Regions from separate parts of the Mus musculus genome. Here all the other regions are linked to region 3. A link is a contact called in public HiCAR-type and promoter capture Hi-C data. All regions are on one chromosome and are shown on one strand. Each heading gives the region's core, a stretch centred on a gene start, on an enhancer-like site or on the middle of the called end of the contact. The rest is flanking DNA. Distances are from core to core; before and after follow the strand shown. Region 1 holds the start of Gnpnat1 (glucosamine-phosphate N-acetyltransferase 1). Region 2 holds the start of Fermt2 (fermitin family member 2). Region 3 holds the start of Socs4 (suppressor of cytokine signaling 4). Region 4 holds the start of Tmem260 (transmembrane protein 260).

What was found. Promoter capture Hi-C pulls out the DNA fragments that hold promoters and counts their contacts. HiCAR-type assays count read pairs that join an accessible place to other places.
Region 1: a promoter capture Hi-C map of pre-B cells shows a contact between it and region 3, with 8 times the contacts expected there. The contact joins the promoter of Gnpnat1 here to the promoter of Socs4 in region 3. A contact is called at or near these places in 2 of 39 promoter capture datasets (cranial neural crest and pre-B cells), 2 of 115 datasets of contacts at active chromatin or transcription factors (embryonic stem cells and large pre-B cells) and 1 of 9 other capture datasets (liver).
Region 2: a promoter capture Hi-C map of liver shows a contact between it and region 3, with 7 times the contacts expected there. The contact joins the promoter of Fermt2 here to the promoter of Socs4 in region 3. A contact is called at or near these places in 3 of 39 promoter capture datasets (cranial neural crest, hippocampal neurons and liver) and 1 of 115 datasets of contacts at active chromatin or transcription factors (embryonic stem cells).
Region 4: a HiCAR-type map of astrocytes shows a contact between it and region 3, with 3 times the contacts expected there. The contact joins the promoter of Tmem260 here to the promoter of Socs4 in region 3. A contact is called at or near these places in 4 of 39 promoter capture datasets (embryonic stem cells, hippocampal neurons, liver and 1 more), 1 of 484 Hi-C or Micro-C datasets (pre-B cells) and 2 of 115 datasets of contacts at active chromatin or transcription factors (the 230-238 cell line and astrocytes).

What each region holds. Positions count from the first base shown.
Region 1 is chr14:45,386,766-45,393,896 of GRCm38.p6, forward strand. Gnpnat1 (glucosamine-phosphate N-acetyltransferase 1) reads right to left here and starts at 2,031. Exons shown (of 6, transcript NM_019425.2): 1 at 1,983-2,031. Gm41143 (a long non-coding RNA gene) reads left to right here and starts at 4,968. Exons shown (of 3, transcript XR_874578.1): 1 at 4,968-5,071.
Region 2 is chr14:45,527,804-45,534,468 of GRCm38.p6, forward strand. It overlaps Fermt2 (fermitin family member 2), which reads right to left and starts at 2,262. Exons shown (of 15, transcript NM_146054.3): 1 at 2,131-2,262; 2 at 1,622-1,788. The coding sequence starts at 1,778. It overlaps Gm46452 (a long non-coding RNA gene), which reads left to right and starts at 2,419. Exons shown (of 3, transcript XR_001781252.2): 1 at 2,419-2,753; 2 at 5,370-5,502.
Region 3 is chr14:47,272,861-47,279,920 of GRCm38.p6, forward strand. It overlaps Socs4 (suppressor of cytokine signaling 4), which reads left to right and starts at 4,060. Exons shown (of 2, transcript NM_080843.3): 1 at 4,060-4,361. It overlaps Wdhd1 (WD repeat and HMG-box DNA binding protein 1), which reads right to left and starts at 3,997. Exons shown (of 25, transcript NM_001360532.1): 1 at 3,661-3,997; 2 at 1,884-1,995; 3 at 1,053-1,204; 4 at 252-363; 5 at 7-57. The coding sequence starts at 3,737.
Region 4 is chr14:48,442,096-48,448,633 of GRCm38.p6, forward strand. Tmem260 (transmembrane protein 260) reads left to right here and starts at 4,257. Exons shown (of 16, transcript NM_172600.4): 1 at 4,257-4,508. The coding sequence starts at 4,361.

The DNA.
Region 1 (7,131 bases), core at 781-3,280, 1.9 Mb before region 3:
TCAGGCGTCTTCTTCAATCTCTCTCCAAACCCACGACTCAGTTTTTAGGTTGGTGAGAATAGTCAGTTTACTCAAAGGACTTCTCTGTCTCCTGATGACACCATTACAGGTGGGCTACTAAGCCCACCCTATTTTCTTTACGTGCGCTCTGGGAATCAGATTTCTGGTTCTCAGTCTTGCACTGCAAATGATTTACTCTCTCAGCCAACCTCTCCAGCCTCCCTCTAACTCTTGGTTCTCCTGTTTCCATATTCCCCAGGCTGATTACAGGTGTGTCCCACACCATACTGGACAGCAACATTCCATCAGTTTCTAGCGTTCATTACTAACTAGATGAGGACAGGCATTGGTCTGGTTAAACACAAAGGATCTGATGAGAGCCAAACCTCTTTTTAAATGAGATTTATAAAATCCAAAGGAAAAAAAAGCCTTTCTTCCTAGTCATAAAGACACAGTTTATGATGCTGACAGAGGTCATGCCTAATTACAATCTAATAAAAATTCAGGTGAGGTGGCAAAGACCTGGATTCAGTGCTAGGGAGGCTGAAGCATGGACTGTGTGGGACTCAAGGACAGCAGGCTACCCAGTCACACCTATCTCAAACACACACACACTTTAAAACTAATTATTGGAGTTGATTAAACATGGAGATTTTTTTAAAAAGCTGGTTCTAAGGTACCCCTCTCTACTACTCCCCCCCCCACCCAAGTTCAAGGCTAGCCCCTGCTACACAGGCTGTTTTATCAAAACAAAACTACAAGAAGCCTTCATTCTGTAGCACTTAAAGGTCACCACCTAACTTCCTCTCTAAGTTTGGTTGTAAACTCTAACTAAAAGCCCCTCCCCCTCTACCCAGTAGGGTTTAACTTCTAAATTAGCATTTGTTTACAATGCTTGAGTATTGCCTAAGCCCTAGTCCAGTGAACCTCTAGTCAATGAATAATGAATGACGTAAGGTATTATCTAGAAATCACATTTCAGAAAGTCATGTAGAAAAAAAGATTGCCACATGGCCACAAGTGAGAAGACAAAAGACATACACCCAACTTCAAGTTTGGTTTCCCAGCCTCTGAATGAGTCTGGATATAGATGGGGAGCGGCTGCTTCCTGAAAAACAGCGGAGCAACAAGTAGGAAGATTGAAGACCAGGATTCACACATTTCTAAACATGATCTGCAGCCAAATCAAACTCGCTGTGATAGGTTACAGGTAGACAGACAGATAAGTAGACAGCTCCGAGTATCTTCATGAAAGGTAGTATTTCATGAAGCAAGAAGTCTTTCCCGTTAGTGTACTTAATCTACACGATCTGATTAGCCCCAAGTCTAGTTGCACAGTTGGGAGCACCGAGTTTCCAAGACTAGCCCTAAGGTTAGTTAACACTCATCAACAAATGAGTGGCCTGGAATGAGGATCCTCTCATTTTCCCATAGAGCATTACTGCAGGAAAGTCAACAGATGACAATCTTTGCATCATGGAATCTGTTTGAATCATACAATTCCTACCTTAATGAATCCATTTCCTGAGACCTACTCTTGGATTAATTAATCCCAAACAAACCCCCATTTATTTTTTTACAGGAACAAATTTTATGCTTGCCTTACATAAACATTAGCTCTAACACATAATAGAAACCACACAGTTGGTGTTTCTAGAGGTTCAAGTTCTAGGTTCCCCCACCCCAGGTTTCATACAGTCTGCGCAGCTGGGGCTCTTCAGAGCCGGTGCTTGTCTTCAGCGGCTCTGACCGCTACACCCGTAAAAGGGAACCGAGGGTTCGCGCCCTTTCATAGGGACGGCGGCAGAAAAGGTGAGGACCGTCCCCCATTCCCACGCCACGGACACTCCTAGGCCCTCCAAGACCCTGCCCGGCCAGACTGCCGGGCATCAAGCTTTGCCGCCCGGCTCCCGGGCAGGGCGTCTCAGCCTCTGCGGTCCCAAGCCCGCCAGCCCTCGCGTCCCAGCCCCAGGCCGCCTCACCGCACTGGAGCGGACCACGCTCCAGTCCCGGCGCGTCAGTCTCCCTGCGGGTCAAAGCGCCGCCGCATCCGGATCCGGCTGCAGCTCCAGCCCCGCCCCCCGTGCGCCCCCACGCGCCGCAGCCGGAACCGCCAGGCCAAACGTGGCCGGACCAACGCCTCTGCCCTGCCCCGCCCTCACGCACCGCTGCGCACGCGGAGGCACGGCCACGCACACCACTCCTGGGCTCCGGAGGCGAGGCGGGGCGGGGCGGGGCGGGGCGTGGGGCAAAGACCAGGGGCAAAGCTTGCGTCATCAGTTTACCTTCCAGACTTGCCTTTCGCTCACTGCACGAGAGTACCACCGTCGCTCTCACACCTTATCTGAAAATAAAGCCATAGGAGTATAAGCAGCCTACCGCGATGACCGGTGTGGGTTCCTTTCATTCTCCGAGCCCTAAGGCTCCTACCCTGTCAGTCCCATCGTCCCCCTCCCTCACTTGCATGCAGTCCATTAACAGGACTGGTGATTACATCTCCTGATTGTCAAATGTCTGAGACAAGGCTGGGCTTCTGTCTTCTAGAAACTGAGCTGGAACCACTCACCCTTGAGCTCTCTTGAGCTTTCCACTGCAGCCCTTTGCTTCCTATGACACCCGGAACATTTCAGCTTACTCTGGGCAAGAAGTGGCTACGTTCTCCAGGCAGTGAAGAGTGGGGTAGAGGCCAGGGCCCTGAAAGCATCTTACAGTATACAGCAAATACTGTGCTTGTTCTGTAATCTCAGTCCTGGGAAGGTTCCTACCTCCAGTGTCTCTCTCTTAAGTGTCATTTAGTGTCATCTGACAAGTGAGGAAGCAGAGATTTGGAGATATACATACATACATACATACATTCACACACACACACACACAGCGAGTGTGTGTGTGTGTGTGTGTGTGTGTGTGTGTAGTACTTGGTGCATGCCTTTAATTCCAGCACTAGAGACCAGAGGCTTTGTGCATCTCTGTGAGTTCAAGACAGTTCTACACAATTAGATCAAATACAGCCCCGAATATGTAGAGAAATGCTGTCACTAGATAGATAGATAGATAGATAGATAGATAGATAGATAGATAGATAGGGGAGGAGGAAGAAATGTCTTGAATATACCAAGACGTATACCACTTCCATCTCTGAACTCATTAAAATATTTGTTTTTTTTAAAGATTTATTTATTATATGTAAGTACACTGTAGCTGTCCTCAGACACACCAGAAGAGGGAGTCAGTTCTTGTTACAGATGGTTGTGAGCCACCATGTGGTTGCTGGGATTTGAACTCTGGACCTTTGGAAGAGCAGTCGGGTGCTCTTACCCACTGAGCCATCCCGCCAGCCAAAATATTTGTTTTTTAATGTCTTACTACATTATTTTGCTTATTTTAAAACTTGCAGCATCAGAGAAATACAGAATAAAAAGTCATGTGTCCCCATGGCTTCGCCTGTAGAATTAACATTATGTTAACAGCTTGGTAGAAATGTCTTCGGATTATGTGAATTTCCTTTGCTGTGCTTCCATTTTACTTGTGGCTTTGAACATTTGTGACACAGCTTCCTAATCTTTGGTGGTATCTGGTACCTAATCTGACACTGTGACGGTCTAATAAAGCAATACAAATAAAACATTCAACATGTATCCTGGCCTGTAATATGTGCTTAAGATGCTAGTTTGTGTACATGTATGTGTGTGTAGAAGGAATAAACTACAGTATGGTGAAATGAGGAACATCTACCCAAATTCCAGTGCAACAAAACCTGTTAGTTAACTGCATGTCTTACTCAGAAATGGCAGCGTAATTACTCGATGCAATCTCATAGGGGCCCAGACCACCCTGTCACAAAAATACTATACTCTGAAATAAATCATATCTTTAATGAAAAGAGACTAGAAAATCACAGGTAGACCTTTACCGATTAACTCAGGCTGATGTTCCACTCACAATGACTGGCCAATTAGTAAACACAGCCTTGCCTAAAACTGCTAGCTAACTGGAACAGGGCATAGTTAGTGAGCACCGCTACGTCTTTTACAATCCCCTGTCTCTCCTTTCACTCAGGGCAGCACAATACATGTGAACTGTATTCTGAATTTATATGGTGGATATCTCCCCACATCAGTGCAGCCATTCACCCGCTGACCACGTGTTGTGCCCTCTGCATATCAAGCGTTGTAGTGTTGGGATAACATATTTGCTAAGGTGCTACGCTCTCCGGTCGAGTCAACTGGACAAGCCGAAAGGCTTAAAAGTCACTCATGAGGCAAAAGAGTTTCAAGGAAGCTCTTCTCCTGGAGTCTAGCATTCCCTACCCATACAGTAATTTTTCATTCCCGCGTTCCATTCCTGCGTTAGTCTAGTGTATGGATCCACGTGCTCTCTTTCAGTATTTTCCTATTATAAGTGCTTTTTAAAATTGAATTCTGACATGGCTTAAGCCTTCCACCAGTGTTCCAACAGTCCTAGTTCGTCCTTAGCAAGACCTTGGTCTTGGAATTCAGTAAGATTGTAAAAGCTAAGTCACTCCCTTACACAGGAATTTACCATCACTAAGGAAGAAGGAAGTTTCAGACCAAAGGAGAAACCAGAATAGATTCTATAGCAGAGTTACACCCATACACACGTATTTACAATGGCCTAAGGGGAAGGTGGACTATACAAGAGACTAAAATAGGAACTATGGCAAGGACAGGAAGCCCTTGACCCTGGCTTCTAAGATTAGTGAATTTTAGGTGGAGCCCTTGTTGATCCCAGCTGTTATCAATGTATTCTATCCTGGGTGGTTCCTGTTAGACCTTTTGTGTTTGCATTCCTCTGTTTTATGTAAGATTCCGGTTACCTCAATTGTACCTTGCGAATATGTCACCCAACTTCCTTATTGTCCTCTGCATAAAAAGTCTGATGCTCAAGTTGTAAAATTACACTCAGATTGATTCCACATGAACTCTCCTGTGTGTGTGTCTGTTTGTCGTTCATCCACGCTTTGCCCACCCGCGTCGAGAGACCCCGTTCCACGCAGACACAGGGACCCAGAAGGTCTGCAGCAGCTGGCGCCCGAACAGGGACACCAGAGCGAGTTAGTCTTTAGTTCTTCTTCTTTCTTTTTTCTTTTTCTTCTTTATTTTCTCAGGCAAAGACAGGATCTCATCGGACTGTGCTGCAGACAGGCTGATTCGTAGATCAGTTAAAGGACGAGTAAGTTTTTATCATGGGGCAGTCAGAATCTAAAGAGAAGAGGCTGTTTCTCTCGGTTTTCAAGCACATGTTGTCTGGAAGAGGCCTAAAAGTCTCGGATAAATTTTTACAAGAATTTTATGATTTCGTGCAAAAAATCAGTCCCTGGTTTCCAGAGGAGGGAAGCTTAACATTAGAAGATTGGACGTGTGTAGGTAAGGATATGAGAAAGTTCTATAAGAAATTAAACCGTACAGGCAAGAAAGGGAGAAGGGTAGAGGAAAGTGAATCAGAGACTACTGACAGTGAAGGTGATGTTGAATGGGATATTACTGAGGGAATGAGAAAGTGTGAATTTAAGGGGAGAAGAGATCATTTTCGCAGCTACCAAGACAGCAGTGAGAAGGAGTCTTTACTAGGAGATCTCACACTCACTTACCCGGGTAATTTGCGAAGGGAGTGAGCCGTGATGGAAACCTTTGCCATTAAAAACTCTTAAGGAATTACAGTCAGCAGTAAAAACGCTGGGCCCTACTGCACCTTATACTTTACAGATTCTGGATGCAGTAGTAAGCCAGTGGCTGACCCCTTGTGATTGGCACCAAACAGCAAAGGCTACTCTCGTTCCCAGAGATTTCATTCTCTGGAGAACAGAGTATGAAGAGAGGGCCAGAAAGTTAGCTCAGGAAAAATCTACATTGAAAAATGGAGCTAAACCCACGGTACCTATGCTTCTTGGGCAAAAAGACTATGCTAGACCAGCAGCACAGCTGAAAACCCCAAAGGCAGTGTTGAAGAAAATCAATCAGATAGCCGTATCCAGCTGGCAGAGTTTACCTCCACCTAAGGCTAAGTCCACAGTCCTTTCAGGAATTAGGCAAAAACATGATGAGTCTTATGAAGGTTTTGTGGCTAGATTGGAAGAGGCAGTTTCTAGGATGCTTACCCCCTCGGAAGGAACTGATATATTAATAAAACAATTGGCTTGGGAATACGTGAACACCTTGTGCCAAGACCTGAACAGACCAATCCGCAAGACAAGTTCCCTACAAGATTATATTAAAGCATGTGTAAATGCCTCACCGGCTGTAATTCAGGAGATAGCTTACACCCAAGCAAAGAAAGGAAAGACATTCAGCGCTACTGATGGAATTACATGTTTCGGTTGTAAAAAACTGGGGCACCTGAGAGATTGTAAAAATCTCTCAGGAGACAAGAAGAACATTCCTTTGGGTCCTTTCCAGCGTTGTGACAAACACTGGAAAAGTGAATGTAAACCAAAGTCCCATAAGAATGGGACTCTGCTCAAAAAAAAGACAAAAAACTAAAGGGGCAGTCTCTTAGCCCCGTTCAGAAACTGTGGAGCTCATTATAGGACACAGCTCCAGTTATAAGAAAAACTTCAAGTGGTTCTGATACTTTAGGTAAAATTAAAAGTTATGGTTAAAAAGCCGGGCGTGGTGGCTCACGCCTTTAATCCCAGCACTCGGGAGGCAGAGGCAGGTGGATTTCTGAGTTCGAGGCCAGCCTGGTCTACAAAGTGAGTTCCAGGACAGCCAGGGCTATAGAGAAACCCTGTCTTGAAAAAGCCAAAAAAAAAAAAAAAAAAAAGTTATGGTTAAATTATGGTTAAAGTATAAAAAGAGACTTCATAAAGGTCAAAATATAGGTCACTTCTTACTGTTACTTTATAATTTCCCAGTCCTACATTGTGTCAAAAAATTTGTAGAAAAGGCTTTATTGGAAGTTAAGAAATCGTTTCCTAAAACATATAATTCATTTTGTCAATGGTATTTTTGTTGGTTGCAGAAAATAGAGAGCATTTTTGCAGATGGCTATAAAATATTTGACTAAGTGGACTGATGATGGCTTCAAAAAGATTCAGGATGGTAAACTTTTAGGCTATTTGAGACAGTTAGTGTATAGAGATTGTGTGTTTTCTCAAAAATTTGCCCTCAGATT
Region 2 (6,665 bases), core at 1,012-3,511, 1.7 Mb before region 3:
GAACTCAAGAGACAGAGCAGGCAGATCTCTGTGAGTCTGGTCTACATAGCAAGTTCAAGGCCAGCCAGAGCTACAGAGTGAGACTCTTGCTTGAGATAACAAAACCAAAAACTAACTAAAATAAGGAAAAGCTATAATGTATTAATAAGGTCCACTTATCACGCATAAGACAATCTGATACAAATGACTGTTTCCTTGTCAAACAGGAACCATATGGGATAGTTTTCATCCTCAAGTGGAACTGTTCAAAAAAGGTTGGTAAATATTTTGCAAACAGTGATTTACTTGACTCAAAAAACAAACAAACAAACAAAAAACCAAACGTAAACTGACAGTTACTTGATTAAAGCAGCAAAACTGAATTCTTAAAGGGCCCCTTGGGGGCTCGTTCTTGGGCTATCTCTGGGAGTCAATCAATGGACAGTACTAAGAAGGGCCCCCTGCAATTAACTCCTCTTTAGTCCTCCAACAATAAAGTTCCCTCCAGGGGCATAAAGCAGAGTCACCTAATAAATGAATTCAGTCTAATTCCCAAATTATATCAAACTTCTATTTCATTTACGTTATATGGTAAATATGCAGTTCCCCCTCCCCTTTGGTAAGAAATACTTTTTCTGAGAAACGAATATTCATTACTTTTCCAGGATGGCCTGAGACATGAATGCTGATTAAAACCAACTAACCCTGCCACAAAAGACATCCCCACACAAAACACCTTATCACTTCATTATACAAAGCAGCAAGCATTTTACAGGCCAGAAAGCTGCTGCTCTGATAAACGCTCTCCGGATAAAATCACCCATCTTATCTAGTCTGGTCAATCTGCCAGGTGAAAAATGGTTTGCCTTATCACAAAATGTGGAGTGCAGTTTTCTCGAATATCCTGGGTGATAGCCCTTCCTTACAATCAAGTCCGAATCAATGCAGTATCTATGTGCACTCAAATACTGTCATCTTCAACTCAGTTTAGTGTCTGCTTTAAAAAAACAAAACACACACACACACACACAAAAAAAAAACAAAAAATAAAAAATAAGTTCTTTCGTTGGCTTCTTAATGCTCCTGATAGCTTACTTCCAACTCAGAATACAGATACCAAGTTTGTCAAGCACTGCCCCACCCCTCGCAAGAGCGGACGAGTGGAACATTTCAGGGCACTCCATCACGTAGTACAGCTACTGAAACTTCATACCGACCAACACCAGTGCACATTCTCCAGACCGGGCTGACTGTACACTCTCCCCAATAAACACCACCATCAACATCCAGGTTCCATGAGGATAAGAGGTGGGAACACCTACAGACCCGTAATACCACATTCACAACTTTCACCTGCATACTCTCTCTCCTCGTTACTTTCAACAAGTCGTCCCGGGAATCCGCAGTTAAGCATTTGGTAGGTTCGAATCACTCACTACCTTATGTAAAAATCAAAATAACAAGCAGGACGCAGAGGGGAGCACGTCTATGCGCCCTAACGTTAACAAATTTCGCATTTTAAGCGCAGCACACGCCAGGAGCTAGGATCTCCCAATTCTACCCCTCCCCCCGCCGTCTTCCCTCCCCACCCCCTCCTCTCATTCTGGGAAGTCTTTATTGGAGGCATCGGGGTGCTACTCACCGAGTTTTTCCACCAACTTCAGCATCACCCCTCCGATGTGCACCTCCCCGGTCACTCTCAGAGTGACATCACGGTTCAGGTCCGTGACATGGACGCTCAGTTCCCACGTCCCGTCCGCGTAGCAGCCATCTGGCATCCTTATCCCGTCCAGAGCCATGGCTCCCTTCCTGCGAGCGCGGAGGAAATGGCTCTCGTCAGCGTCACTCCCCCAAAGGAAGACAAACCCCACCGAGTCCGCGGCGCCGGCCGCTGCGAGGGAGAAGGCGGAGGAGCTGCGGCTACGCGCGCACAACCAAGGGCGCGAGCGCGGGCGACTCGGCACCCAGACCGTGGCCTCCGCCCGCCGCGCCCGCCTAGCGGACTTGGGCGCCTTCACCTGCCGCCGCCGCCGCTGCGCCCGGACCGCCCCGCGCCTCCCCACCCGGCCGGGGAGACCGCGCCGCGCCGGCGCGCGCTCCGCTCCTCCCGCGGCGTCCTCCCCGCGCCCCGTCCTCCGCTGCGCCCCTCACCGCGCTCCTCCCGCCGGGCTCCCGAGGCAACAGGCGAGGCTGGCGGCACCCGCGTCGCTGCTCGGGAGGAAAGCGAAGCCTCGCGCCGCTGCTAATGGAGTCCCGGCACCGCGGCCCCCGCCCCACCCCCTCTCCCCGCCCCGGCCCCCGCCCCGCAGCACCGCCCGCAGCCGGCCTCCGCCCCCTCCTCTCTGGCTCTTCTCTGACCGCGCTCCCGCGGGGGAGAGGAGGCGGCGCGCGCTCTGGTGGGGCCGGGGCGGTGCGCGCCTCGGGGGAGCGCTGCGGGGGGAGGCGGCGGCCGCAATCTCGGCCCTGCGGAGCGCTGCCCTTTTATGGAAATGAAGGACCAGGCGCAGGGATGGAATCCAACATCCGGGCTCTCGGCTGCGGAGCTGGGGTGGGGGGCGGGGGCTCGCGGGGCTGAGGCGGCGCCTGCAGCGGGGTCCCCGGGGTTCATGCGTGAGAAGCTGCCTCGGGAAGTTCCCAGGCCCCGGGACGTGTGCGGGGAACCCGGGCGCGAAGGCACCGCGCCGGGGAGCTAGGAAGAGAAGTTGGGATGCAGAAACTTTACGATGTCTGCCTTGAACATCCCACAAAAGTAGGAGAAAGGACACAGAGGGGCGGTGAGCCACAAAAGTTGCCTGGCAAGCAGGGTTCCGCACCAATCTGCGGCTCCTGCTGGACTCATGAGAGTCGGCGAGCATTATTAACCCCTGGAACCCAAGTGCCTGCCAGACGCAAAAGCTTGGCTCATGCGCTCCGGCTGGAAAAGGGGGACCTCCCCACCCCACCCCAGGAGGGCAGTGGTTTCCCCGAGACCCCTTCTCCACCCACGCCAACTGTTGGCGCGTACTTGGGACTTTTCCTCCGCAACTTAGAGGACTCAGTATTTTGAATGCACGCACATTCTCTTCCTTACCCTCCCACACACTTCCAAGACATTTAAGTAGTTTTGAACTGATGTTGAGCTGTTAAAGACTTTGACTAGTGACGAAGAAAGGTCCCCGAAGGCCCACTTCCACGTTCCCATTAACTATTACACTCTGTTGAAGGGAACTGTTCAGAATCAGCAAGCCAGGGGTTGCCTCTTCTAGCAATTTATTTAAGTCCAGGAGAGTCCGATAAGATACTGTAAAGGATCTTGGTTTTTAAAAAGTGTCTTGGACTTCGTGAACTGCCCTAGACACTTCAAAGGGGAGCCTACCGCGCAAATAACCCTTTGTTCATCAACACAACAGCAAAAGAAAAAAGCACAGCCTGCAGAAAGGGGTGGACACCCGTAAGGGAGTGAAAGCAGGAAAACTCGAGTCAAATGCCAGAGGTTTGGGAGTGGAAAAAAAAAAAAAAGGGAAACCACTCTGCTAACACTAGCCAGTCATCATGGAGAAACTGATGCACTTCTCCAAGCTTGCCTCTCTCCAGTTATTTCTACTCTGAGACGTTGTGGGTGGTTTACTTAGAAGCAATGTTGTTCAGGGTGGAAACAGTGTTGATGAAATTATGTTGTTGGAAAATACATAGGAGAATATTTTTAATAATGTAGAGAATTAGTTGCTTGGGTTAAAAAAAATCTGTACAGACCAGGCATAGTGGAGCATGTCTTTAATCCTAGCGCCCAGGAGGCAGAGGCAGGCAGGTCTTTCTGAGTTCAAGGCCAGCCTGTCCTACCTAGTTAGTTCCACGACAGCCTGGGCTATTAGAGAGACTCTGTCTCAAAAAGGCAAGCAAACAAAAATCTGTAGAAAACTGTACGTGCCTCTGTAAAATCAAGAACGCACTCATAGCCGGGCGTGGTGGCACCCGCCTTTAATCCCAGCACTCAGTAGGCAGAGGCAGGCGGATTTCAGAGTTCGAGGCCAGCCTGGTCTACAAAGTGAGTTCCAGGACAGCCAGGGCTATATAGAGAAACCCTGTCTTGAAAAAGAAAAAAAAAAAAAATTAAGAAAGAAAGAAAGAAAGAAAGAACACACCCATTTTTAAATATTTAGATTGAAAAAAGACTAGAAGGAAATTCCCCAAATGTTAGTTATTGGGTGATGTGGTCAAGAGAGGTTTTCTTTTGATTGGTTGGTTTTAGTCTTTCTTTTTCTAACTAACTCAAACCTGCCACATCCTGGACTTTTCTGGCACCACTAAGAATTGCATTCCCTGCCATAATCCGTCTCTGTGCGGTGGACAGACTGGCCACAGCAGCTACCAGATTCGTGAGCTGGATTGTCACTTTTTTCCCGTGTGTGTGTGTGTGTGTGTGTGTGTGTTAGCATCCCCAAAGTTAACTATACATTTATGTTATGTATACATTTACAAATAGGTTGGTACAAAAGCTATAGAAAATATACTGGTACCAATTAAAAACAAATATCAAAGAATCAGGGGTCTATCCCAATGGAGAAATCTCTTTATTAAAGAGATTTCATGAAAATTTACACGTCTGTTATTCACCTCATCTGTTTTTTCCCTCACCTTATCTCCAAAAGATCTGTGGCAATATAAAAGGAGGCATAAGCTAGGAGGTAGCAGGCGTTAAAAGTGGCTCAAAACAAGAAAACGATGTGTATGTGTTTGAGTCTTAGAAGGGTGGGGTAAATACTTGAAATGAAATGAGGAATGAGGCCCAGACTTATTCCTAATGACCTGCGCATGTGTTCCAGTAAGCCCAGAGTTTCTCTAACATGCCTTAGCACCAAAAATATCCGTTCTGAATATTCCTTTTCCTCAGACAAACTTGTTGAAGCCAAGTGTGGTGGTTCATAGCCTCTTAAGCCCCAGCTTCCACATTCTAGCTATTTCCAAGTGAGCTACTTTCTGAACAACCACTATAGCGTCTGCCACTCGGGCAACCGTGTTTCTTTAATCTACTTCAGTAAATGTTCCCTACAATTATTGGTGGGAGGGGTTTTAATATTGTAAATAACTGCCCTACTTAAATTATAGTTTTGCAAGGGACTTTATGCTGCCTTAAAAAGCCAGTAGGATGTTTGAGTGGTATTGAGCACCGGGAGGCAGAGACCCTTGGTTAAATACCTTTGGAAGAATAATTAGGGTGGGTGCAGCCTGTTCTTTCAGGCCTTGGCTTTGAGTATTTCAAGCTGTTGCTGCTTTGAAGATTAAAGAGGAGCCAAAACTCAAACCTTTGAAACCAGGATATTTTCCTCCTTCTAGTTCATCAAGTGAGATCTTCAAGTGCATTTGTTAAATATTTGCTTCTACCTAATATTTTCTAATGTATTTAAATGCAGGCTCTTATCTGAACCCCCGCTAGAACCTCTAAGACAACTCAATACTTGTGGGACTTACATCATGCCGAAAAGGAGCCGAGAACTCCAGTGTTTGGAAGAACAGCTCAGGCTTTGAAAGCAATATCCAAATAAGGTACCAAGCAGTAGGCTTAGATTTAGACCAAATGATACCTCACAGATCTGTCACCAGATCCAGCCCTGGGCTTGGGAATCCTCAGGTTGACTTCAGCTCTTTCTCTGGACCTACTTATGGTGTGCTTTAAAAGTTATTTTAAAAGATGAATACAAACCACAATCATGGGGTTTAAAGGAAAGAGGTTTCAAGCATGAATATGTAAGATGGGGCTTGAATTTTAAATGAAGTCAGCAAGATGAAATACAATGAATTATTTCTGTGGAATACCAGGTAAGCAGATTGCCAGGGATGAACACTACCAAGGAGGCAGAAATCCAGAAAAGTAGGGTGAGAAGAAGGTTCCACGGCCACTGTTTTGTTATAAGTGTCTAGTCTCTGTGAGGTGGGAGAGGAGGTGGGGAGAGGGGTAAGGGGGACATGAAAGACCAAATATTTAAGCTTTCAAAACAGAACAAACGAAAGACTCTGAGGTAACCATGCCAAGAAACATGCAGTCCTTGCATTTACTGTTTTCAGGGGTGGGGGTGGGGGGTTGTTGTTGTTTTTAATTTTTTTAAGGTAATCATGGCAGGCAAGTCTTTGAGTTTGAGGCCAGCCTGGACTACAGAGTGAGTTCCAGACAGTAAGGGCTACGTGGAGAAATCCTGTCTCTGAAAATCGAAAACCAAAAAAGAAAGAAAGAAGAGTTTGAGTGTTTGAGCACCAGTTTGAACTTTGACAGGAATACCCAAGGTTCACACACACTTCTAACAGCATAGTTGTCATTGTATGGTTAGCAGTATCAGGCATTGAAATACCCAGGCAGATGTGAGGCATATCGCAGTCTCTCAAGGCATCAGGCTTATATTTAAAACATCTAGGATTATGCACCCCAAGGATGAAGACAGGCCTGTACTTCACACTATACACAAAACATGAACTAAGCTGAAATGGATTGTAGACTTGAAATTTCAGTTCTAAAACTATCACATCAAACTATAACATTCTGAGAGGAAATCCAACAGTAGCCCTGGATAATGTTGGATAAAGTAGCAAGCCTGCCAGGGAAGACATAAAAGCATAAATCACAAAGGGAAGTGGGTGAATTGGGTTTTACCACAATGTAAGGGACAGGTCGGTGCAAGCCAATGGCAGAACACTCGCTTAGCATGTGCTCCAAC
Region 3 (7,060 bases), core at 2,810-5,309:
ATTTACCTGATCAGATATATTCCATACCCTGACAGTTCCATCACAACTAGCCGATGCCTGCAAAAATAAGCAAATTATATTTCTCTATCGTTACCTCTATTATGTATGTATGATTGTATATAATTATTATAACTATAATACCGCATAGAAATTGGTTCAACTGGTTTAAAAAGGTTTTTAACAATAGAGTAAATTTTTCTCCCATAGCTTTAAACACATCCAACAAAACGAAAAAGGAATGAAAGAATTACCAGAAAGATATCCTTAGGATCAAAAGACAGACTTAAAACAGGGGCATCATGTCCTCGAAATGTTTGCTGCTGGCTGTTATCCATCACATCCACAACTTTGACCAGAAAATCACTATAAACAGTTAAGGGGAGTCACATGAACAAATGCCAATACAGACGCCTCTTCTAAAGCCAGCTTTAAATATTTCAGAACCAAGAGTGAATGCTACAATTCTTTTTAAACCTACTTGCAAACTGTCACCCAAATTAAATAACTTGTTTAATTCTGTTCAATAAAATTTCTGAAAATATACGTTGAAACTTCTTATCTTGATAAAATATAAGCAGTGCCTACATGGCTTCTCTGGACACGTCTAGGCTTCTCCTGCTAATCTAATTAACTGTTACAACCATTCTAGAAAGTTCTTGCCATCACACCCCACCTCAGCACTCAGTGAATTCATTTTTTTCTTATAAGGAGGATTAAGAGATTCTGCAGGAGCTGGGGCTGGTGGTGCACGTCTTTAAACCCAGCACTCAGGAGGCTACACAGAGAAACCGTATTTCAAAAACAAAATAAAACAAATGTAAGGGGCGGGGGAGGGAGGGGAGGGAGGGGGAGAGAGGGAGGGAGAGAGAGAGATTGATTGATTCTACAGAAATCCTAATTTTGGTTCTACCTACAATAGTTTTTAAAATTTGTAACAAGTTATCCCCTTTCTCAGCACAAAAGCTATATATATATAAAACTACAATAAAGGTGGACAGTGTTCTAAGTTCTAAAACTGTCACTCTTCTAACACTGTGTGGAGCTGAGCTCACCTTGACCCAGCAGCAATTTTGTTGCCGGCCCCATTGAAGACCACATGGTTTGCATTTGTAGTGAAGCGTGTTAATATGCCATCAGGAACTCCTTCAGGGAATGTATAGACTTGGACGGTATTATTAGAAACTGCAGTGACCAATTTTCCATTCTTAAAGAAAAAAAAATAAAGGTTAGACATATTGGCACAACAAATCCAAATCAGTTAGTAGTATCTCTAGAATGAAAAATCCTGTTAAAACCACAACGCCTTATAAATGCAGTTCATGTAGAGAGAAATTTTCAGTATCCAATTTTCCAAAACACTAGTGAGAAAAATTTCCTAGCTTTAGAAAAACTTAATTCCACCTCCACAAGCCAATCTTTAGCCTGTAGTATTTCTTTTATTTCTGGTAAGAAAAATAGTTATATTTTCAAAGATGCCAAGTATCATAAACATGAGGCGACTAGAGGCTATCAACAAAAGAAAACAGTTTTGGTGTAGAAGACATCAAAAGTCAGAGCCACTACAGCACAGCCCTGCTTCCACAATACAATTATGCCTTTGGAACAAGGTGAAGACTAAGCAGAATTCACTGCTGAGATGGAGTGATAGGGAGACAAAAGTGACGTGGATTGTGACAACCACACGGCAGACAAGAAACATTGTCCCTCAGAGACCAGCAAGAGTCAACTTTATTGCCACCTTAGATCTCTGACTTTTCCCCTCCTGGGTTGTGAAGTAATAGAGTTGTAGTGCAGCAAGGAGAAATTTATATTTTATATAATTTTTCCACCTAAGCATAAAAGACACATGCCCATCATTTCTTCACAGCAACTGAAATAAGTACCTTCAAAGCACATGAAAATGCCTTTTCTCCAACATTAACGGACTTAGGGTCATCGTCGTCCAAGTCTTCCCACATCCTCACATCACCATCACTGCCACAAGTCACAATATAGCTGTGAAGGACATACACATTTTAAATGTCACCCAGTTCCAGGAACTCTTCAGGAAATGCTACTTTTCTATATTTTCAAACAAAAATCAAGACATTAGTGAATTCTTTTCCATATAAACATCAATAGCAGACTCTTAGCTTCCATTCTATAAAACGGAGATGAGTTTAATGTTCTCTGCGGCTCTTCCTTGGCATAAAATTATTTCTTGGTAATAACGTGAGAGAAAGACGAGCACATGATTTCTGCAACAGCAAGGACTGTGTCTGCTCAGCCACCATCACATCCCCAGTACCAGCTCGGGACACACAGAGACTATAACCAATGTCTGAATATATGAGCTCAACGAGTACCCCAAAAATTATTAAAATAGCCATGTGAATAGGTTATTGCTTGTTTTTCAAACTTCTCATCGCCTAAGTGCTTTTGTTCATTCTGTTTATGTCCTATCTGGACACATAAAAGTGCAAATTAAATAAAAACAGTAGAGGGCTAATGGCAAAAAAAAAAAAAAGATAAAAAAAGGAAGGAAAGAAAAGGAAGGGAAGGAGAGAGGGAAGGAAGGAATATGAATAAAATAAATGTTTAGAAGAAAAAAAAGATTAACTCCCAAATTGGAAAACCCAAAGGGGGTCATAGGAAAGTGTTCATCAGTGTAGTAGCCCTGCCTGTAATCTCCGTGCTTGCCAGGCAGAGGCAGCCTCAGCTACACGTTAAGTTGGAGACCAGCCTGTGCTTTAGGAGGCCCTCACTAGGACACCAGCTTCTAGGCAAGAATGGTCCACTTGAGTGGGCATGCGTGACATGGCTGCTATAGGGGTAACCAAGTGCTTTTTGGATTTAAGGTCTATTCCACAAAGGGGAACCCATTCTTGGTAGGTAAACCCTTTCAAAAGCCCATAGCAAGGGGAGGTCTCAGGCCCTAGGGGGTACACTACTGCATAGCTAAATTGCATAACCTCAAACTGCTGTCTAAATATTTATGTACATTTCAAATGCTACCCTCAGCCTTTATTAGGGAAGCCTCAGCCGGCCTGGAGCACGCCTTTAATCCCAGCACTTGGGAGGCAGAGGCAGGCGAATTTCTGAGTTCGAGGCCAGCCTGGTCTACAGAGTGAGTTCCAGGACAGCCAGAGCTATACAGAGAAACTCTGTCTCGAAAAACCAAAAAAAAAAAAAAGAAAGAAAGAAAGAATTAGAGAAGCCTCTATTTCCAGTAAATGGTGGTGATTGTAGAGCCTCATGACCGCACAAGGTGCTGACAAGAAGCGACTTCTCAGTATTGAGCCCTAAACTAGACATTTACATTATGTCCTCTAGTACACAGGGGACACTGTGAAAGAGGAAGCTGCAAAATTCCATCTCCTGGGCACGACAGTCATTGCAATTTACAGCAACTGCTGATGCTTAACTGTCTCATAAAATAAACATGACACCGAATGAGGACGTGAGTGGCGGGAAGGCACTCCTCTGGGTAAAGGATTTTAATTTTCGTGAGGTCCTAGAAGTGCCACGACAGTTCAAAGCAAACAAGCCTCAGGGCAGAGGCGCTCCTTGTTTATTCCTTCCTCTGTCCCTCCGCATCGGTCATCTTCGACCGGCTGTCCATACCGAGAATGACGGCTAACATTCACGCTGGACCCGTCCTTTGTTTCCAAAGACGCTTACCTTCCAGAATCATCAAAGCAGACTTCGGTGTGCCCTTCCGTATGTCCGTACCTCATGGGCTTCTGTGTGGCCGGCATCTTTCCCTACCTGAGCCGTTTTGTAAGAACTGGTATTTTTTTCAGTAGGGCGATCGTCCTCTCCGCGCCGTGCAGTCCTGTTTCCCTCACCCGAGGAGCCACAGCACGATGCAGCGGAAGGTATGTCACACACGCCCGGGAGATGACAAGCTTTCCCCTCTGCAAGCACGGGCAGCGGGGGCGAGGAGCAAGCGGTGTGCACCAGCGTCTGCTCTGATGGAAGCACGGAGCCGCTTCCCGCGCTCTGGCGCGCTCGCCCTGTGCGCATGCGCGGCCCGCCGCCGCCCAGCCCAGGTCCGGCCCGAGGTCGCCGGGTGGTGGCGTCAGAAGCGCGCCGCCTCGAAGCCGAGAGCTGGTGGCTGGGGCCGCTCTGAAAGAAAAGGTGGGAGCCGAACCCGGAAGTGGCGGCGGTCCCTGGAGAGCAGGCGGAGGCAGCGGCAAGTCTGACTCTGGGCTGACCGTGGAGCCGGGGCGGGGGCTGACAGCCAGGCCTCCGCCTGGCGGGAGCCGCACGAGGAGCGGGAGTGGCCGGGCCTCTCTTCCGCGCTTGAGCGAGCGCCGGGTGATGGCGGTGGTGATGGCGGCAGGCGCTCGGACAGCTCCGCTTGAGCTGAGCTCGGAGAGGTGAGAGGGGGAAGGGTGGCGGCGAGGGCTGGGGTTTGACGCCTGCCCTTTCAGGATCTCCTCCCGAGCCACCGTAGTCGCCTCCTTGAACCGATCGAGCTCCTCGGGACCGGGTTAGGGACAGACCTTGGCAAGCCTTTATTCTTCACGCCCTTCGTGCCCTCAACTTTGTCATTTCTGTGGTAATAAAGGATGGACTGATTCTTGTTTCTTGCGACTCTAGCTAAATAATGCTAAAGAGAGTTAACTTGGGTTTTCTATTTAGTTCCGACCAAAGTTTACCAAACTGCTTTTAGATCTAAAAGGAGAGGTCTAATTTGTATTGTTACAGGTTTCTGTTCATCGTGGCAGTCGATAACACATCCTCTACTAAGTCAGGTCTTGGCCCGTTAAGTTTATGCTTTTCTTGTTTCTTCACGTTCTCCATATTAATAAATTGGTCTGTTGAAAATTATGATTTTCGGTGATAATTGGGGCTTTGACGGCGTTTTTGTGGTACCCACTGTACAGTTTCAGTCAGACTTATTTTTATTACCGGAAAACTCTACAGAGGTAGATCTAGATAACTTATTAAAAAAATTGCAAGCTTAGTTATTACTCAAACCGTGGTATTCTTGCTATGGTGGCATTTTGTAAGGCATTTCTAAGAACCTGGGTTCCAAAAAGACACTCAGATTTGTATATGAATAAAAAGGAAGAGTAGTTGGCTCAAGTAGAATCTGAGATTCTTTTTTAAAAAACAAAACAAAACCCTATTGTTAATTTCCCACAAGAATAAAGGCACCTGAGACAATGACTTTTGAGTAACTTACTTTTATTTTGAAATTATTGTTTTTAGACAGGCCAATTTATAATTCTTTTGCCCAGTACCTGGACAATAAAAATGAGTAGGTACAGTGTGAGGTTCAAGTTGAGCTGATGATACTCATCTATATATTGAATATATTGTAATGGGATTTCAGAGTAATGCTTTTCAGAGCTCACCATTCAGAAACTTGCAAGTGGGAACAAGAGTTATTGATGTAAATACTTTAGACAGTGCCTGTGATACCATTTGATTTTAGAACTATGAATGATGTCAGCACACCTGCCCGCTCTCTCTGCCCTAACAACCAAGTCAGTATTGACAGGTTAAGATAATATTTCCTTTGCTGATTTCCCAGGTATGAATAAGCTTAAGCCTGATGATTAAACAGTTTCGTTTTTAATTTTAACTCTAACCTGTTGTATGACCTTGAGTGTGAGTGTGTGTCTTTATTTTCCTGATTGTCAGATTTCTCACCTCTAAAGTAGAGGTGATACTTAGTTCCACCAAATTATTGAAGTACATAGAAGATACTCGTGGAAGTCTAAAACTATTAAGGCCTCATGTTACTAGTTAGGCACTAAGGTATATAGTAGTTTTGCTTAAAGTGGGGTTAGCCTATAAAACCTTCAAATGCTAAATGCATCCAAAACTGTGACTGCTGCCTTCATCAAGTTTATGAGCATGTTCTGGGCAATAGATTTTAAGTAGTATGTACAGGCTAATAAAGTAATGGAATTTGTATAACTAAAGTACTGCATTTGCAAAATTGTCAGTTTATATATAATAACGTAACATTTGAAAAAATCAGTGTGCTTGTAATTCTCATATGGGTACCAAAATTTCCCAAATGAATTATTTATTACCAGTGCATATCTCATTGGTGTGGGTATCTGAATGAGTTAACTAAAAATAATACCAAGATCAGAGATTCAATTTCACTGAAGTTTAGTTTGCACTGTGTGACCATTTTAATACCTTGAAGTTCACAAAATAGTGTTGGTCTCAAGGATAATAGGTTGAGAAAACATAGATATATTACCATTCTGTCAAAGATAGATATTACATATAAATAATGTTATATGATCCTACACAGTTATCTAAGAGACTATAACAGTTTTGCCTACAGAAGAGGGTTTGTTTTTGTTTTGTTTTTTTATTATTTTATTTTTAATTATAAAAATGTGTATGGTAGGGGTGAGTGCAGTGCCTTCTGAGGCCAGAAGAGGGCATTAAATCCCGCAATTGTGGGCTGCAAAATGTGGGTTCTGGAAGCTGAATTTGGGTCCTTTGCAAGCACAGCAAGTATTTGTAGCTACTGAACCATCTCTCCAGTCCAGCCCCTAAAATGTCTTTTTAATAGAATATTTCCTTGGTATAAAAATCGTTTTTATTATGGAAGATGAGGCTGGAAAAGGGTGTAACAATAGCTAAGGAGAACCAAGTATTGAGAAAGATAACATTTTTTTTTTATCTCTCTGTGAATGAATTAGGAGTGAATGTGAATAGCATATTTATTCTGGGAGTAAATAATACTTGTATAAACCCAGTAAGGTATGAAGGAGATATAGTAAAAGTCCCTCTGCTCTTAGCCACCTAGTTCCTCCAGGTGAGCACAGCTGGTGTTTGCTCATTTGATTACATTGTCAGCACTAGATTGACTTTGAGCATAGCAAGACAGAGATTATCAAGTTTTAATACATTGCATTTTGATCATACTCATCATCATGTCACTGTACCCCTTAATTCTCCCCAGGCCCACTACTCTGCTTAGTAAGCTACCACTGTCCAATTTGTGTTGCCAGTCTACTGAGGAATATAGGGCCATCCACTGGAACACGGTTGCCTCAGTCAGAAATCCGACTCTTCCTCCCCTAGAAGTATCACCTGTCAG
Region 4 (6,538 bases), core at 3,007-5,506, 1.2 Mb after region 3:
GATAAAAGCAAGCAAACAAGAAGTACGAACCAACAGAAGGCTACTCTGTTTAACTCCATTTAACAAATGAATCAAGAAAGTAAAGAAGAAGAAAAAAAAAGACACATGGTTTTACTGTGACCTAAATCACAGCAAAAGCTGTGACAAGGACTGAGTGGGGTATCAACTTAGACCTTTGTCATCTCCAGGGGCCCCAATATAACCACCAGGATGGTACCAAAGTAGGTAATAAATGATGCTCTTAGTTTCAATGGCATCACTGGAGAACACTTCCTAGACGTCTGTCTCTACACAGCAGTAATGGAGTGTCTCTCTACCTCCCTGACAGATGGAATCAGAGGGGCCTAGAGGGCCAGAATTTTTATTACCATCTCACAAAAAGAGAGCCACTTGCTTCACCCACAATGTGGTGCCAGTAGATGCCACAGGAAAACAGGAGAGGCATTTCCACCCCTCCCAGCTAGACAGGGAGCAAGAGAGACCTAGTGGGAAGAGGGACAGTCAACAGGAATAAGCATCAGAAACTCCCTTGGGTTTTAATAGTTTATTCAAGTGCCAGGAGTGTGGGCGTCCATGGAGGGCAGTGAGAAAGCTTCCTGGAGCTGGACTTAGAGGCAGTTGAGAACTGCCTGGTGTGGGCACTGGACATCCACCTCAGGTCCTCTATGGCAGTGGTGAGTGCTCCTGACTGCTGAGGCACCTCTCCAGAATCCCCAGCCCTAAGCATTTTGAATAAAGGATAGTTGCTTTGAAGTGATTTTCCCACCAACCTGATGTTGTTTCTAACTCATGTTCCATGGTCTCTATGATGGCTATTGGATATGACAACTTGGCTTTCCCAACATTCCCTATCATTTCAGTTGAACAGCAAGTTTTTAACTCAAACCCAAGTCTAGCCTGCATTTCGTGACGTCCTTGCCTGTGTGTTCTACACCTGTTTAGTCAACTCCCAGAGTCTCATTGGATAATGACTTGAAAAAAAAAAACAAAAAACCTCACAGTATGTATGTCCTCTGATTTGCACACTTCTCTGTTTTGTAGTTTTTATTGTCGTACCTTCAAGGACAGTGAGATGTTGTAGAACATGAACAATAATATTCCTTCTGTATCTTATAGTCTACCCCAGAATCAAGCTCATCTGTCGTGTGCAAGCCAAAGTGTTCTCTAGTCCTCTTCTCTCTCTAACTTCAACCCTCTTCTGTTTCCCTTGGCTCCATCCCTAATATACTCATCTTTTTCAGATACTCCTTTAAACTACAAGAGAAAACAAAATGAACCTTGTCTGGCACACTTCTTTACACTTCTTACAAATACATTCTATTGTCAATCAGCTATTTCTTAACTCACTGGCACCTGGTTTTCATATCTACCACTACTGAAACTGAACTTTTTTTTTTTTTAAAGATTTATTTATTTATCATATGTAAGTACACTGTAGCTGTCTTCAGACACTCCAGAAGAGGGCGTCAGATCTTGTTACAGATGGTTGTGAGCCACCATGTGGTTGCTGGGATTTGAACTTCAGACCTTCGGAAGAGCAGTCGGGTGCTCTTACCCACTGAGCCATCACACCAGCCCGAAACTGAACTTTTAACCATCCAAGGTTCAAAACTGCACAGGTCATCAAATCTAATTATGAAGGGCATGGTGTAGTTAGCTCCCAGCGTGTATTCTCCACTTACTCATTGTAGGAGAACCTTGAATGTGGTGGTTTGAATGAGAATGGTCTACATAATTCAAATTTTTGAATGCTTGATTCCCTATTGGTGAATTGCTTGAAGTATTAGGAGGTGTGTCCTTGGTGGAGGAGGTGTGTCCTTTCTGGGGGAGGTGTGTCCTTGCTGGAGGGGGTGTGTCCTTGCTAGGGGAGGTGTGTCCTTGCTGGAGGAGGTGTGTCCTTGCTGGGGGAGGTGTGTCCTTGCTGGGGGAGGTGTGTCCTTGATGGGGGAGGTGTTCCACTGGGAATGGGCTCTGTGTGAGGTTTCAAAAGCCCATATCAGGTCCAGCGGCTCACTCTCTCTGCCTGCCTGTGGATAAGAATGCAAAACTCTCAGCCACTTCTCCAGTGCCTGCTTGCGTGCAACCATGCTCCCCAACACGATAATAAATGACAAACTCTTTGAAACCACTAGCAAGCTCCTAAATAAATGCCTTTTTTTGTAAGAGTTGCCTTGGTCACAGTGTGTCTTCCTGGCAATGCAATAGTGACTTAGACCCTGAGTCTGGGAAGGGGAGTCAGTGGGCAAGCTGCTTGCTAGGTGTCTTAGTCAGGGTTTCTATTCCTGCACAAACATCATGACCAAGAAGCAAGTTGGGGAGGAAAGGGTTTATTCAGCTTACATTTCCATACTGCTGTTTATCACCAAGGAAGTCAGGACTGGAACTCAAGCAGGTCAGAAAGCTGGAGCTGATGCAGAGGCCATGGAGGGATGTTCCTTACTGGCTTGCTTCCCCTGGCTTGCTCAGCCTGCTCTCTTGTAGAATCCAAGACTACCAGCCCAGAGATGGTCCCACCCACAAGGGGCCTTTCCCCCTTGATCACTAATTGAGAAAATGCCTTACAGTTGGATCTCATGGAGGCATTTCCTCAACTGAAGCTCCTTTTTCTGTGATAACTCCAGCTGTGTCAAGTTGACACAAAACTAGCCAGTACACTAGGCAAAAGTGAGGTACTGTGTTTGGATCTCCAGAACTCGTAGAAAATCAAGTCATGCTGTTGGCACCTGTAACTCCAGAACTGGCTGGGAGACAGTTGGATTCTATGGGCTCCAGCTAATCAATTTATCAAAAAACAAACAAACAAACAAACAAACAAAACAAAGAACCCAAATGAAACAAAACCAAGTCAAAAACAAAAAACAAAAACACCACCACCACTAACAACAACAACAACAAAAAAACCCAAGGTGGGCAGCTATAGTTGAAGACATCCAAAATTGACCTCTGGTCTCTACATGTACAGACTTGGACAACTCCCCTCCCCACCACACACACACATTGTCACATATGAACACACATACATACAAGATAATCCTGGACAAGCTGTCTAGTTGAAAGGTGTATTTCTCATGATCTCTTGCTACCAAGAAAAGCATTTTCCTCAATGGACGTCAATGGAGAACTTGCTACCATGTCTCCCAGCCATGAAAATCTCTCCCAAATAAACTGCTTCTTCTATAAGTTTCACTGGTCATAGTGTTTTCTCATGCAATAAGGAAAGTACACTGCCCAACCCCTGTGTCCCAGGAGCTCAGATGATAAAGCATTTTATAAACACCAGGAAAAGACTAAGATAGGTGGGCACAATTACTGCCTATCAACTTCACAGCCTGGACACAGTGTTCCTGTCAGACTGCAAATAGCACATTTGTGAATGTTGCCCATTTCCCGTGTATTCTGACACAGATTCTAAGGAGGTTGCCCGCTCCCTTCCCAGACTGAATAATTGCTAAAATAATGCAAACTGCAAGCTTAAAATGTTTACTAGCCTAGCCTGCATGAGGCCCTAGATTCAATTCTCAGCAGTGTGCTGTGTATTGTCTAGTAGCTCCCATCTCTTTCTACATTCCATTTGCATTATTTATGTGGGCTCTTGATTTCATTTTCCACTTTTAGAGCAAAAAAAACAAAAAAACAAAAATCATTCTTCTTCATTTAAGTAGGAGACACTCTTATCATGAAGAGTTAATTTTGTTAACTCAAGTATTTCAACTCACCTACTGAGTTCTCATGTTAAAAAAAGGCTAATTAGCACATTTTAATATCTTAAAATTAGTGAATTAATAATTAGCATATGGATTTACATTAATTTTAATGAGGCAAGGCTCTATAAATACATAGCCGCGATCAATGAGTCCACTGAAAAATATAATAGCAATTAATGTATTTGTGGCTTACTACATGGTTGGAACCCTTCCTTGTTGGGTTTCTAGGGGGCTCTCTTATGCAGTTCCACCCCACGCCACAGGGGGCAGAGCAGCGCTTTCTGGCTCACCGTTATCCACGCCACTTCCGTCTCTTTTGGAACGGACCAAGTCAGTGCGGAAAGGGGGAGAGAGACTGCATAGTGCGAGTAGGCCTGGCCCATGATTGATGTCGTTGGGAATTATGCTCCCTTGTGATTCGTTACTTCAAAGCACACTGACGCAGACACAGTACCACGCGCAGTGACCCCCAGAAGACTCCTAAGCCGTGCCGGAGTGCGCCCGCCATCTCCTCCTCCCCGACCTGGCGGGCGAAGGTATGGTGCGCTCGGCCCTGCTAGACCGGAAGCCGGCGCGGGCTGTGCGCGCCTCTCGGCCAGGGAAGGTCCGCACCGCTGCGAGGGGTCACGGTCCGCGAGCTGCGCGCGTCCGGGCCCATGGGTCTCCATGGCGACGGCGGGAGCCCGGCAGCCGGAGCGGGGCCGTGGCGCTCCGGGGCCCTCCGCGGCAGCGTGGCCGTGTTCGCCTCCGTGGCTGCCGTGTTCACCCTCACGCTGCCCCGCTCGCTGCCTGGGGGAGACTCGGGTAAAGTACTCGCAGGCCGCCCTCCTCCCCGCCCCCCTGCCTCCGGGTGCCGCCGCCTCGGTGTCCCGGCCCCGCGTCCCCTCGCTGGAGCTCCGTGCACGGTTCTGAATTCCAGAACCAGTTCTCTTTCCGGTTCTGGATCTTGGTCTCTGTGTTCTCGAGCTGCTCAGCCGATGAAATTTAACCACTGTCCACTTTGCCCGGATCGTTGTTACCTGTATCACCTGTCGTGCCCTTACAGTGTCACAGACAAAAAAAGATTGACAGTAGTTAACAAATAGCATGGAGCGTTCTACTGTGTTTAGAGACGACACAACGGGTTATTAAATAAACTACATTTTAAGTAGTGGTGAGTTACGGAGGCACTAAGGGAGAATGTGGTTGGAGTGGTAATGAGTAGATTCCTCAGAAGGTCAGGAAAGGCTACCTTGGAGGTGTATTAGTTAGAACCTGAATATTAAGGAACCAGCCATGCAGAAAATTTAGAGGGGAACTCATAAAAGGGAATGCAACTGAAAGCACCCCTCTTCCTGTGAAAATGAAAGACAGGTTTCACACAGATTAAGCTAGGGCATACTTTTCACATATCTGAGTCTAGAAACAAGTCCCTGGTTTGGTTTGGTTTTTACAGCCAGATAAAGTGATCAATAATTTCTCATAATAATCAGCCGTGTTTTCAGAATGGTTCTGTAATGGAACAGTCAAACCGTTTCCTGAAGAGCCCATGAGCTGTTTATAATTTCACTACCTGACAAGTTCACCCGGATTTGGTGGCTGCAGGGGGGAGCATTTATCATCTGTCTGTGGATCAGTATCTCTAGGTGCAGTTTAGCCGGATTCACTAACACAAGACAAGGTGGGGGCCAGGGTTGCAACTTCTCAGGACCCTGTTTAGGGAGTATCTACTTCCAAACTTAAGTCTAGCCCTATATCCCATGTGGCTCTCTTCATAAAATAGCTGATTCCTGTCAAAAGCAAGAGAGCATTCTGTCACCTCTGTCATTTTTGAGACCTAATCCTGGAAGTGATATGCCACTGCCCTGTTTTATTGGAGAGAGTCGGTAAATCTAGACCAGTTCAAAGGGGAGAGGATTACACGGCAAGAAAGCCCTGAGATGGGGATTACCAGGACTGTCTTCAAGATTGCCTGCCACGGAGAGAAGCCTCCATCTCCATTTTCAGGTCATCTCTTCCCGGTTCCACTGAACACTTAGTGGGGGTGGTGTTTCATTAGCATAGCTGGGAATGGAGTTACCAATTTCCTAAGATTAATGTTAAAAAATGAAGGAGTTTTAGGGTAGCAAGGGATTTGATAAAGGAGAGTTTAGAGGTTACATAGCTCTGTACCCATTAAAAAGTATCAAACAATTTATTTGAGCCACAAATACAGGATAAGAAGAATAACATTGCATTTACTGTACAGCACTCATTGTTCCAAGTGCCTTTTATGGAGTTTTACCCTCCCAGCTGTCCTAGAAGGTAGGTAATATATCTTTGTAGATGAGAAAAGGCTAACCTACATGCAAAGTCACAGTGAGTGAGGGTCTTCTGAGAAGGACTTACAGATTGATGCTGGAACAGTCTTCTTAATGCGTATGCGAAAGAGTTTGGTGGCATTGTTAAATTATCCATCCATCACACATAGTGAAAATAAATTTGAAGTTGTTGCCTTTTTAAATTCTGTATTTCATGTGTTACCAAAAGAATAAAGTTGTGTGTTATCTGATTTACCAGACTTCTGATATGTTCTGCTTTGTTTACTGTATGCTAAGTAGCGCTTGCTTCTGATATTTCATGGTCATTTTCAGGAACCATCAGTGAGTTCTTTGCAACTATGTGCCAGTGTGGACATTTTGTTTAAGGTTACTTTCGACCATATTGTTTCTGTGATGTACTTGAATACTTATGAATATATATTCTGTCAATAAACAGAATACATCTCAAAACCAAATAAAATATGCATTTTTTTCTGATAAGTGTTAAGTTTTCCTCTATAGATATATATCACATTGTGGGGCACTGCCAAAATT